2 separate regions of the Sus scrofa genome follow, and region 2 is linked to region 1. The links are chromatin contacts, called in public Hi-C maps. All regions are on one chromosome and are shown on one strand. Each heading gives the region's core, a stretch centred on a gene start, on an enhancer-like site or on the middle of the called end of the contact. The rest is flanking DNA. Distances are from core to core; before and after follow the strand shown.

Region 1 (4,248 bases), core at 666-3,165:
GAGGCTCCCAGCATGCCCGGCGTCCACCTGCGGGGCCCCTGCATCCTCGTAGTTGTGTGGAGGCTTGTTCCCTCCGGGGCTGCCGGGTGGTGAGGCAGGGGCCCCGGCAGTGCTGGGGCATCGATTCTCCCGGCGTGAGGGAGTGGCCCCAAAAAACCATCCGCCCCCCTGCCCCTTGGGGCCCACAAGCCTCTTGGCAGGTCCTGGCGCAGCTCACAGCTCCCCCTCCCATGGGCGTGAGGGGCAGGAGGTCCCAGGGGCTGTTTTTCCAGGTCGTAGGACAATGTCAGGCCCTGGTGACAGCACAGAGCTGAGCCTCCGGACTCCACGCGGGTTGCTCTGAGCAAGCATGTGTGCGTGTGCCCGCGTGCGCCTCCGTCCGAGGGCCCCTGTGCGCACACACGTGTGCGTCCCCAGGCGCAGACGCGCCCGTGAGCTCCTACGGCAGAGGACACCTGTGTGCGCACACGTGTCTGCACGCGTGTGGACAGGGAGGGCGCGGGGCCAGAGCGCTCCCGGAGACCCGCGCTTGACACGCGGCCAAGCTGTCTCCATTGTCATGTCAACTAAATATTTCCAGCCCCACAACCAGGGGCTCCGGAGCGCGCCGTCTCCTTGCCGCTCGCAAACCCCGGCCAGACTTCCAAACCGCTAGGCAGATTTCAAGTCCCTTTTTTTAGCTGCCGAATGAAAAAAATAAGCAAACACAAATCTGCTGATCCCAGGCCGCCTCCTCTTCTGGAGATTTAATTTCTGAGCTTTGATCCGATAACCGGGACCCCGAGGACTTGTTGTTTCTCAATAATGAACTGAATGTTTGCGCTCTGAGCCTGAACTTTTCTGGTTTGGGGAAAAATATGACTTTCCATAGAAGCTCTTTGATGCGGCCAGTGGCGCTGTCCACACAGGAATGAAAAGGCCTTTCAGAGGGCCGGCGGCGGTGGGAGGGGGCGGCCAGGCCGGGGCCGTGGTGCCAGCCCTCAGGACAATTGATGCCCCCACCGGGCCTGGCCCACAAGGGAGGTGTGGGCCCTCTGCTCCCTTCCTTGGGGGCCCAGCATCCTCGTCCCACCACAAAATGTCGGGGACTTGCGGGGTCAGGGACCCCCCAAAGAGGGGTTGGACAGAGAACCCAGGATGAACTTGGAACCCAGAACTGTCCAGTCCAGGGGGCTCCCCCGGAGTAAATCCTCCGGTCAAGTTAGAGCCTCCACCCCAGATGGGGCAGGCCCCTGCTCTAGACGCGGGGCCGGAAGCAGGACAGGCTGCGAGGGCCGTCCCTGCAGGTGGTACCCCCCTGAGAGCCAGAGAAGGGCACCCTGCAGGTGTACGGGCAGCGTGGGCGCCAGGGCAGAGGTCAAGGCACAGCCTCCTCAGCACCCCAAGCCCCCCCGCACCCCTCAGCTTGGGATCCCCGGCCTGCACCGCCTCATACAGCTTGGGGGGGATTGTGGAAGCCAGGCCGGGCCCAGTGTCCTTCTTAACTCGCAGGCTGCTGCTTCCTGGCCCTGAAGCCGTCGGGATGGCCGCACTTTCCTGGGAAACGACCCGACCTTCCCCGTCAGGGAGGGGGTGAGCCTGGGCCCCTCCCGGCCCAGCCCAGGTGGCTGTTTTCACACTTCAAATGGCCTTTTCCCCAGAGAGCAGCTCTGTGAGCTGGGCTGCGGCAGGCCTGTCCCCAGAGGCCAAGAAGCAAACGCGGTTGGTTATCCGCCCCAATAATGAGCCCCCAGGGAAGCCTGGGAAAAACGCCCGCCCTTCCTGAAGATTCGGCCCTGGACCTTGTCCCCACTGAGTCTGCTGTCAGCGCTGAGGCCAGGCCGGCTGATGCCTCGGCAGAGCCGGGCCTTGGACGAGCGCTCAAGTGTGTCCCCACCGCCCTCCCCCTGCCCCCCCGACCTGGGCTGGCACCTGCAGCCGCCTGACCCGGCCGCAGACCTCAGAGTCCCGCGTCTGGATCCACTCCTGGCCCAGGGCGGGACCTGGACACGCCTGAAAGAGAAAGTAAACAACTGAATTAACAGGTAATACAGTGGTTGGGTTCCAAACGCCAGGCAGGTTTGGAGCTAGCAAGGAGCCCAGCAGGAAGACGAAGTCTCGGCCCCCCAGCGACAGCCTGTCGGCATCGCCGCCTCGTTATCCGAGGCAGAGGCCCCCTGCTCGTGCCCGCCGACAGGGAGGCTGCGCCGGCTGTTCAGGGACTCTCTGTACCATCTTCACAGTTTTTCTGTAAATCTAAAAACATCCTAAAATAAAGGGTTTATTTAAAGAACAGTTGGATGGGGGCTGGCGCCATGGGACCCAGCCGGCATCTCTCGGGCTGAGGCCCAGGGGCACCAGAGGCTGCAGTTCTAACCCAGAGGGAGGACAGAGGTTGGCTGAGTGGCCAGCGGGCAGTGGTGCTCAGATCCAGGGCATCTTCTGAAGGCTGAGGCTCAGGCCCAGTTGCCTGAGGAGGAGGACGGAGCTGTACTGACTCGTGGGCAGGAGGGGGACCTGGGAGCGGCATGGGGGTTCCGTCCCCGGGTGTCCTGACTTAGAGAAAGAAGTACCCTCCTCTTCCCACCAGAGGCCCCGTAATGACCCGGCAGGGACCGTTCCCACCCAAGCCTGCAGTGCAGACCCTGGCCTGGACCACCCAGTGTGCCCTGCTCAGGCCTCCAGTGCCCGCAGGTGATGGGCACATGGCCTCCGCTGGCCCATCAGGCCTGTTCCCGGCCCAGCCCTGACTCCCAGCCGTGGAGGAGAAGCAGGTGGGGCTGTTGCCGCCTTAGGAAGAAGCCAAAACCGAGGCTGAGCCAGGAGGCCCAGGGGTCGGCTTCTAGATTCTGTCGAGGGGCCGGTCACCCCTGGAGTCCCGCCCTGCCTCCCACTGCGCTGTGGGGAGGAAGGTCGGGAGGCCGGTTTGAGGCCGGCTCCCTCACTGTCAAGACACGTTTCTGTACACTGGAGGGGAGAGCGTCGTGGCTGTGACCTTGGCCATGGCACCCGGGCCCCACCCTGGCTCTGACACCTGGGACTTCTGAGCTCATTTCCATGCTGTTCATCTCCGGCGTCGGGGCTCACAGCCCCCCTCGGCTGCCGCGAGGTCGACGGGACGGTCAGCTGTCCGCTTACAGCAGGCTGGGCAGTGAGCGGGCCCTTCCCCGGCCAGGGCGCCCCTTGTCCAGGGCAGGCCCCTGGCGCCGCAACCCGGCCAGACAAGCCCCGTTGCCCGGTCCAGCGACGGGCTCTCCCTCTGCCCTCAGAGCAGTGGCCCCTCCACCACGGAGGGCCCAGGCCCCGCAGCCTCTCCTTTCCTCCTCTCGTCCACCCAGCAGGACCCCCGCTGTGGCCGCTCTCCGTGGCCACCCCCCCAGCATCCCCTCAGGCAGCCGGTTCACAGGCTCGAGCCAAGCCCTTCTCTGTTGAGCTCTGGGCCTTACTGGGAAGGAAGCAGGTGTGGTCTTGCTGGCAGGGGGTGACACCCAAGTAAGGAAACCAATTACGACCCATGTTGTGAGGACACGAGGGAGGGGGTGGTGGGAGTCCGAGGGGTGGGCATTCCCTTCCGAAGGTGGGGCGGGGTCCCCTCCAGGGAGGTGGCCTCTGAGTGAGCAGGGACGTTGCAAAGAAGCTGCCGCACGGAGAGGGTCTGAGGCCGCGATACTCCCCGGGTCAGCGGGGAATGTCCAGCAGAACAAGGCCTGAGCGTAACTCAGCCACAGACACACGCCTCGTGCAGCGCTCGCCGCGCGCACACAGACCAGGAGAACCCCGGAGGCCTCCAGGCAGGCCGATCAGATAGGGCTCCCCGAGCTACCGTGTTGGGAAATGACTTCACAGCATCACACTTGTTACTGATTAATTTTGTTCGATGAGGGAGGCTGCGCGGGGTTTTAGTAAGCGCTACTCGTTCCTGCCGATCGACTGAAGCTTCCAGAATCGCGAGGTGTGTGTCAGGGCATTTTCAAAAACACAGGGCTTCTGAGCTGGTGACGGGGCCTCTGTGGAAGGAAACCCCAGGCTCCTGCTAACTAAGCAGGTGGACTTAGGGGGCTGGTAGGGCCTGCTGCCTTCTCTGGGCACCCCTCTCTCCAAGAGGAGGAGGTCTCAGCCTGCACGTGCTGGGGCTGAGAAAGGAGAACATACAGGGAGGCAACCGCCAAGGCCCCGAAACCAGGGGAGACCCTCGTGTCTCTGCCATCTGTGGCCCCCGCCACCGCACTGTCCACTCCAGAGTCTGTGACTACAGCCAGGCAGCTACAC
Region 2 (4,172 bases), core at 1,311-3,810, 300 kb before region 1:
GCGAGGCGCCAGGCGCCGGAGCCCTACCTGGCCGTTGCGCGCGCGGTCCGCTCCAGCTCCCTCTGGACGGCCTAGAGGGCGTGACAGAGAGTCTGGTGAACGCGCCGGGCAGACGCTCGCGTGCCACACGCTCACTGACGTCACAGACACACGGAGAAGACCGTTTTTTCTCCGGGATTTTTTTCTCCCTGATTCAAAGTCCAGACCCACCTCATCTTTCAAAGCACGTCTTTAAAAGACAGGAAACAGGTATTTAGACAGGGGCCCAGGTTACACGGGAACAGCCTGACGGATTTTCAGAAGGAGCAGCTCCTGGACCCACGCGGCGAGTGCAGGGGCGAGGCGGCCGCGGCGGCTGCGCCCACGGCCCGCTCACAGACGCGGGCACCCGCCACCCGCGCCCGTCTGCTCAGGTAGTAACGAGCGAGGCCTGGACTCCGGGCACAGCAGGCGACGTGAGCACAGGAACCGACACCACCCCCTGGCAGGAGGCTCCTTCCGCGGCAGCCCTGCAAACACGTGCTCAACTCTGGGGCTCCTGACACCGTCAGCCCCACAGTGGCCAGTCCTGGGCCCCCAAAGGGCCGGGCATCTCCCCTGAGGCCCGTCAGGGGCTCTGGGTCCACACTCCCACAGGCCAGAATCCGCCCCGGGCACCCACACCCACGCAGAGGCCCAGCCCTCTCCCTCTGCCCCCACCACCTGAAGACCCCAGGACCTCTGGCCAGAAGGGTTCGGGGGGACCTGCACTGCCCTCTAGGGGTGCTGGCAGCCCGGTGGAGACGGGGACGGCAGAGACCCGGTCCCCTGCCCCACAGCTGGGCTCAGTAACCCTCCCCCCGAAAAGACACCCCCAGACAGTGAGCTGGCCACACTCAGAATCATTAAAGCTGCACAACCGAACCACCAAGGGGGAGAGGGCACAGCAAGGATTTTTTTTGGGGGGGCGTTCCCGTCGTGGCGCAGTGGAAACGCATCCCACTAGGAACCGTAAGGTTGTGGGTTTGATCCCTGGCCTCACTCTGCGGGTTAAGGATCCGGCGTTGCCGTGGTGTGGCTCCAGCGGTCGCAGATGCCGCTCGGATCCCCCGTGGCTGTGGTGTAGACCGGCGGCTGTAGCTCCGATCCGACCCCCAGCCTGGGAACCTCCATGTGCCGCGGAAGCGGCCCTAAAAAAAAAAGAAAGAAAACACGAGACCGTTTTTTCTTCGTCGGACAAAGGCTAGCGGCAAACTCGCCGCGAGAGACACTTCACAGCGAGGGGCTCTGGAGGAGGCCGCCCAGGGCCGGGGGGACGGGTCGCGCGCAGCGAGTACCTCGGACCTCTCCGTCAGCTTCCCGAGAACGGCTTCCAAGCTGGAGATCCGCAGTTCGTGCTCTCGGTGCGAGGCCTCGGAGTCGGCCTGGAAGAGGGCCAGGAGCGGATGACGGTGGAGAAGGTCAGGCGACGAGGAGGCCGCACCCAGCCCGGCGAGAGCCCGGCCGGCTTTTCCAGACCCGGGAGACGGCTCCCCGGGCGGCCCGTCGCCCCCGGGAGCGCCCGCCTGGCAAGCGGAGTGGTTACTCCTCGTTCGACAAACGCCGGAGCCGGAAAGGCGCGCCCTGCGCACAGGGAGGCGGAGCACAGCCCGCCACCGCCTCGGTCCGACGGCGCGTCCCCGGAGCTCAGCTGCCAGGGGAGAAGCCGTCCCGGGAGCTCAGCTGCCAGGGGAGAAGCCGTGTGCAGGCGGCCGCGCGGCTGGGGCGAGAAGCGGCGGCTGGGGCGAGAGGCGAGCCGGGAAGGGCGGGCTGCGCTGAGGCCTAGACAAAGCCCCGCCACAGCCAAGCCAAAGCGCACCCACCCGGGCAGCAAGGACAGCCTGGCCCTCCCGAGCCGCTCAAGCCCCGGTCAGAGGGACTCGGAGGGGCCCCGGACCCTCATCGCAAGAGCTCCCTCACTGACTTATATCCCTCTCGCTCTAGACTGCAGCCGCCGGGACTCCAACCATCTGCCACCGCAGAGCTGAGGGGTGACGAGGGGCCGGAGGAGCCCAAGCCTGGTCTGGGGAGGGCCGGCCCCCGGGGCCTCACCGCCCCACCCTCCCCGCGCAGCCCCGCCCCTCCCGCGCTGCCCCGCCCTCCCCGCGCAGCCCCGCCCTCCCGCCCTGCCCGCGCGGCCCCGCCCCTCCCCTGCCGCACTGACCCCTCCCCGCGCAGCCCCGCCCCCGGGACACCGGGAGACCCGTGTTACTCAGTGCCCATCAATTTCAATTCTCGGCTCTCTGCCAAGATGAGAGGCACCAGGAAGGAACACTTGTCGAGACAGGGGGCAACGACTGCCTATCTTACAGATTTCACTCCCAAACACCTAAGCGAAAAATCATTCTGGAACTTAATAAGCCTCGGTTTTGAGGAAGGGGACGGACAGTCCTTTCCCTGAGAAGCAGGTAAGATGCGAACACACAGGCCGCCAGGCCCACAAGGACGCCGACTCCTCTTAACTATTTCACAGCCTTGAGCTACTTCTCATCACAGATGTGAACTTTCTAAACAAACGTTGACAAGAGTACAAAGTACAAACCGAATCCTGCTGACACCGCCCGTGAGGTTTTACAGTCCGGTGTTCAGCGCACCCGCCAATGAAACATGCAGGCTGGGGCAGGCACTGGGCCCACAGTCCAACCAGTGGCGCTCCTGGGCGTCACCGCAGCATCTCTGCCCACCCCCAGCTCCTCGGCGCCCTCCGTGCACCCCTCGCCCACCCCCAGCCGCACAAGTGGCATCTCCTCTGGGGGCGTCCTGGTCCCCCCAGCCAGGAAGCCACACTGCCCTCCGTGCCACCTGCTACTCCACCTCTCACTGCTCCTTGCCCCAAAGGGAACACAAACCACCCGAGCACGTCCTGGTGTTTACCTGGGAGCTCGACGGCCCGGGGGCGCCCATCTCCTCGAAATGCTGCCCCACGGCATGCCTCACCAAGGACAGGAGTCCTTCCCCACCGCCGTCCATCTGCTCCACCCGCGCCTGGAGTTTCTGGAGCAAAGCCACCAGTTCTCGAAGCTTCTCGTCATGGTGGTGACACTGTCCTGACAACGAGGTCACCTGCCTTTCGACTTCACTCATCCGATGCCAGTGGAAAGCCTCAGTGCCAGCCTGCAACAGTGAAAGGTGTGTTCCAAAGGCAACACAAGGGAGAAATTAAATTGGGCATCAAAAAAATCTTAAGTAGGAGCTCCCGTTGCGGCGCAACAGAAACAAACCCGACTAGTATCCATGAGGACATGGGTTCGATCCCCGGCCTCGCTCAGTGGGTTAAGGCTCCGGTGTTGCCGTGAGCTGGGGCTGTAGGTCGAAGTTTCGGCTCAGATCCCGTGTTGCTGTGGCTGTGGTGTAGACCTGCCGTGTAGGTGTAGACTCCTAACCTGGGAACCTCCATATGCTGAGGTGCGGCCCTCAAAAGACAGCAACAACAACAACAACAAACAAAACTTAAGTGTAGGATAAGTAAAAACCACAAAACATTATGGAGAAACGTCAACTCCGACACACACACACACACACACACGAAGAGGAAAGCATGAAGGCGTTCGTCCTTAGCGAGTTCCCACAGGTGGCAGGCTACGGGTGGTTTTTATTTTCCCCTACGTACTTCTTAGATTTTCCAAAGTAACGAAATGCTTTAATTAAAATTGACTGAATAATGAGGCTGCCTGAAATGCAGGCACACCCGGCATGCCTGGGCTCTACAGACGCGGCAGCCTTCGTGACCCTGCGCCCGGCGCCCGCAGCGCCCTTCCCCCAGCAGCACCTGCTCACTGCAAGTCTGTGTCCTGCTCTGGTAATTCTCAAAACCGTTCAGACTCTCCACCAACAAAAGATCAAAGCCTCAGATGACAGCTAGCACCTTTTAGCAATAAAATATTTTTTTTTTTTTTTTGCGAGCAGATTACTTTTTTTTTTCTTTTCGTCTTTTTGCCTTTTCTAGGGCCGCTCCCGCGGCATATGGAGGTTCCCAGGCTAGGAGTCTAATTGGAGCCATAGCCACTGGCCTACGCCAGAGCCACAGCCACCCGGGATCCGAGCCGCATCTGCGACCTACACCACAGCTCACAGCAACGCCGGATCCTTAACCCACGGAGCAATGCCAGGGATCGAACCTCATGGTTCCCAGTTGGATTCGTTAACCACTGCGC

The links. A called contact is a pair of places that touch in the nucleus more often than the background predicts.
Region 2: a contact with region 1 is called in a Hi-C map of liver, with 3 times the contacts expected there. The contact joins two enhancer-like sites. A contact is called at or near these places in 15 of 47 Hi-C or Micro-C datasets (alveolar macrophages, embryonic fibroblasts, epiblast stem cells and 10 more) and 2 of 2 datasets of contacts at active chromatin or transcription factors (alveolar macrophages and skeletal muscle).

Annotation. Positions count from the first base shown.
Region 1 is chr3:220,373-224,620 of Sscrofa11.1, reverse strand. No RefSeq gene overlaps it. Among named protein-coding and RNA genes, the nearest start is that of FAM20C, 63 kb to the right of the region's middle. Within about 2 kb of position 1,915, at least 17 of the 83 cell types and tissues checked have an H3K27ac peak or open chromatin away from gene starts, as enhancers often do. A contact at or near this core is called in liver, where this site is marked.
Region 2 is chr3:518,154-522,325 of Sscrofa11.1, reverse strand. It overlaps SUN1 (SUN domain-containing protein 1), which reads right to left. Exons shown (of 24, transcript XM_021085939.1): 14 at 2,893-3,132; 15 at 1,317-1,403; 16 at 28-71. All of the region lies in intron 1 of LOC110259828 (a long non-coding RNA gene), which reads left to right. Among named protein-coding and RNA genes, the nearest start is that of GET4, 13 kb to the left of the region's middle. Within about 2 kb of position 2,560, at least 14 of the 83 cell types and tissues checked have an H3K27ac peak or open chromatin away from gene starts, as enhancers often do. A contact at or near this core is called in liver, where this site is marked.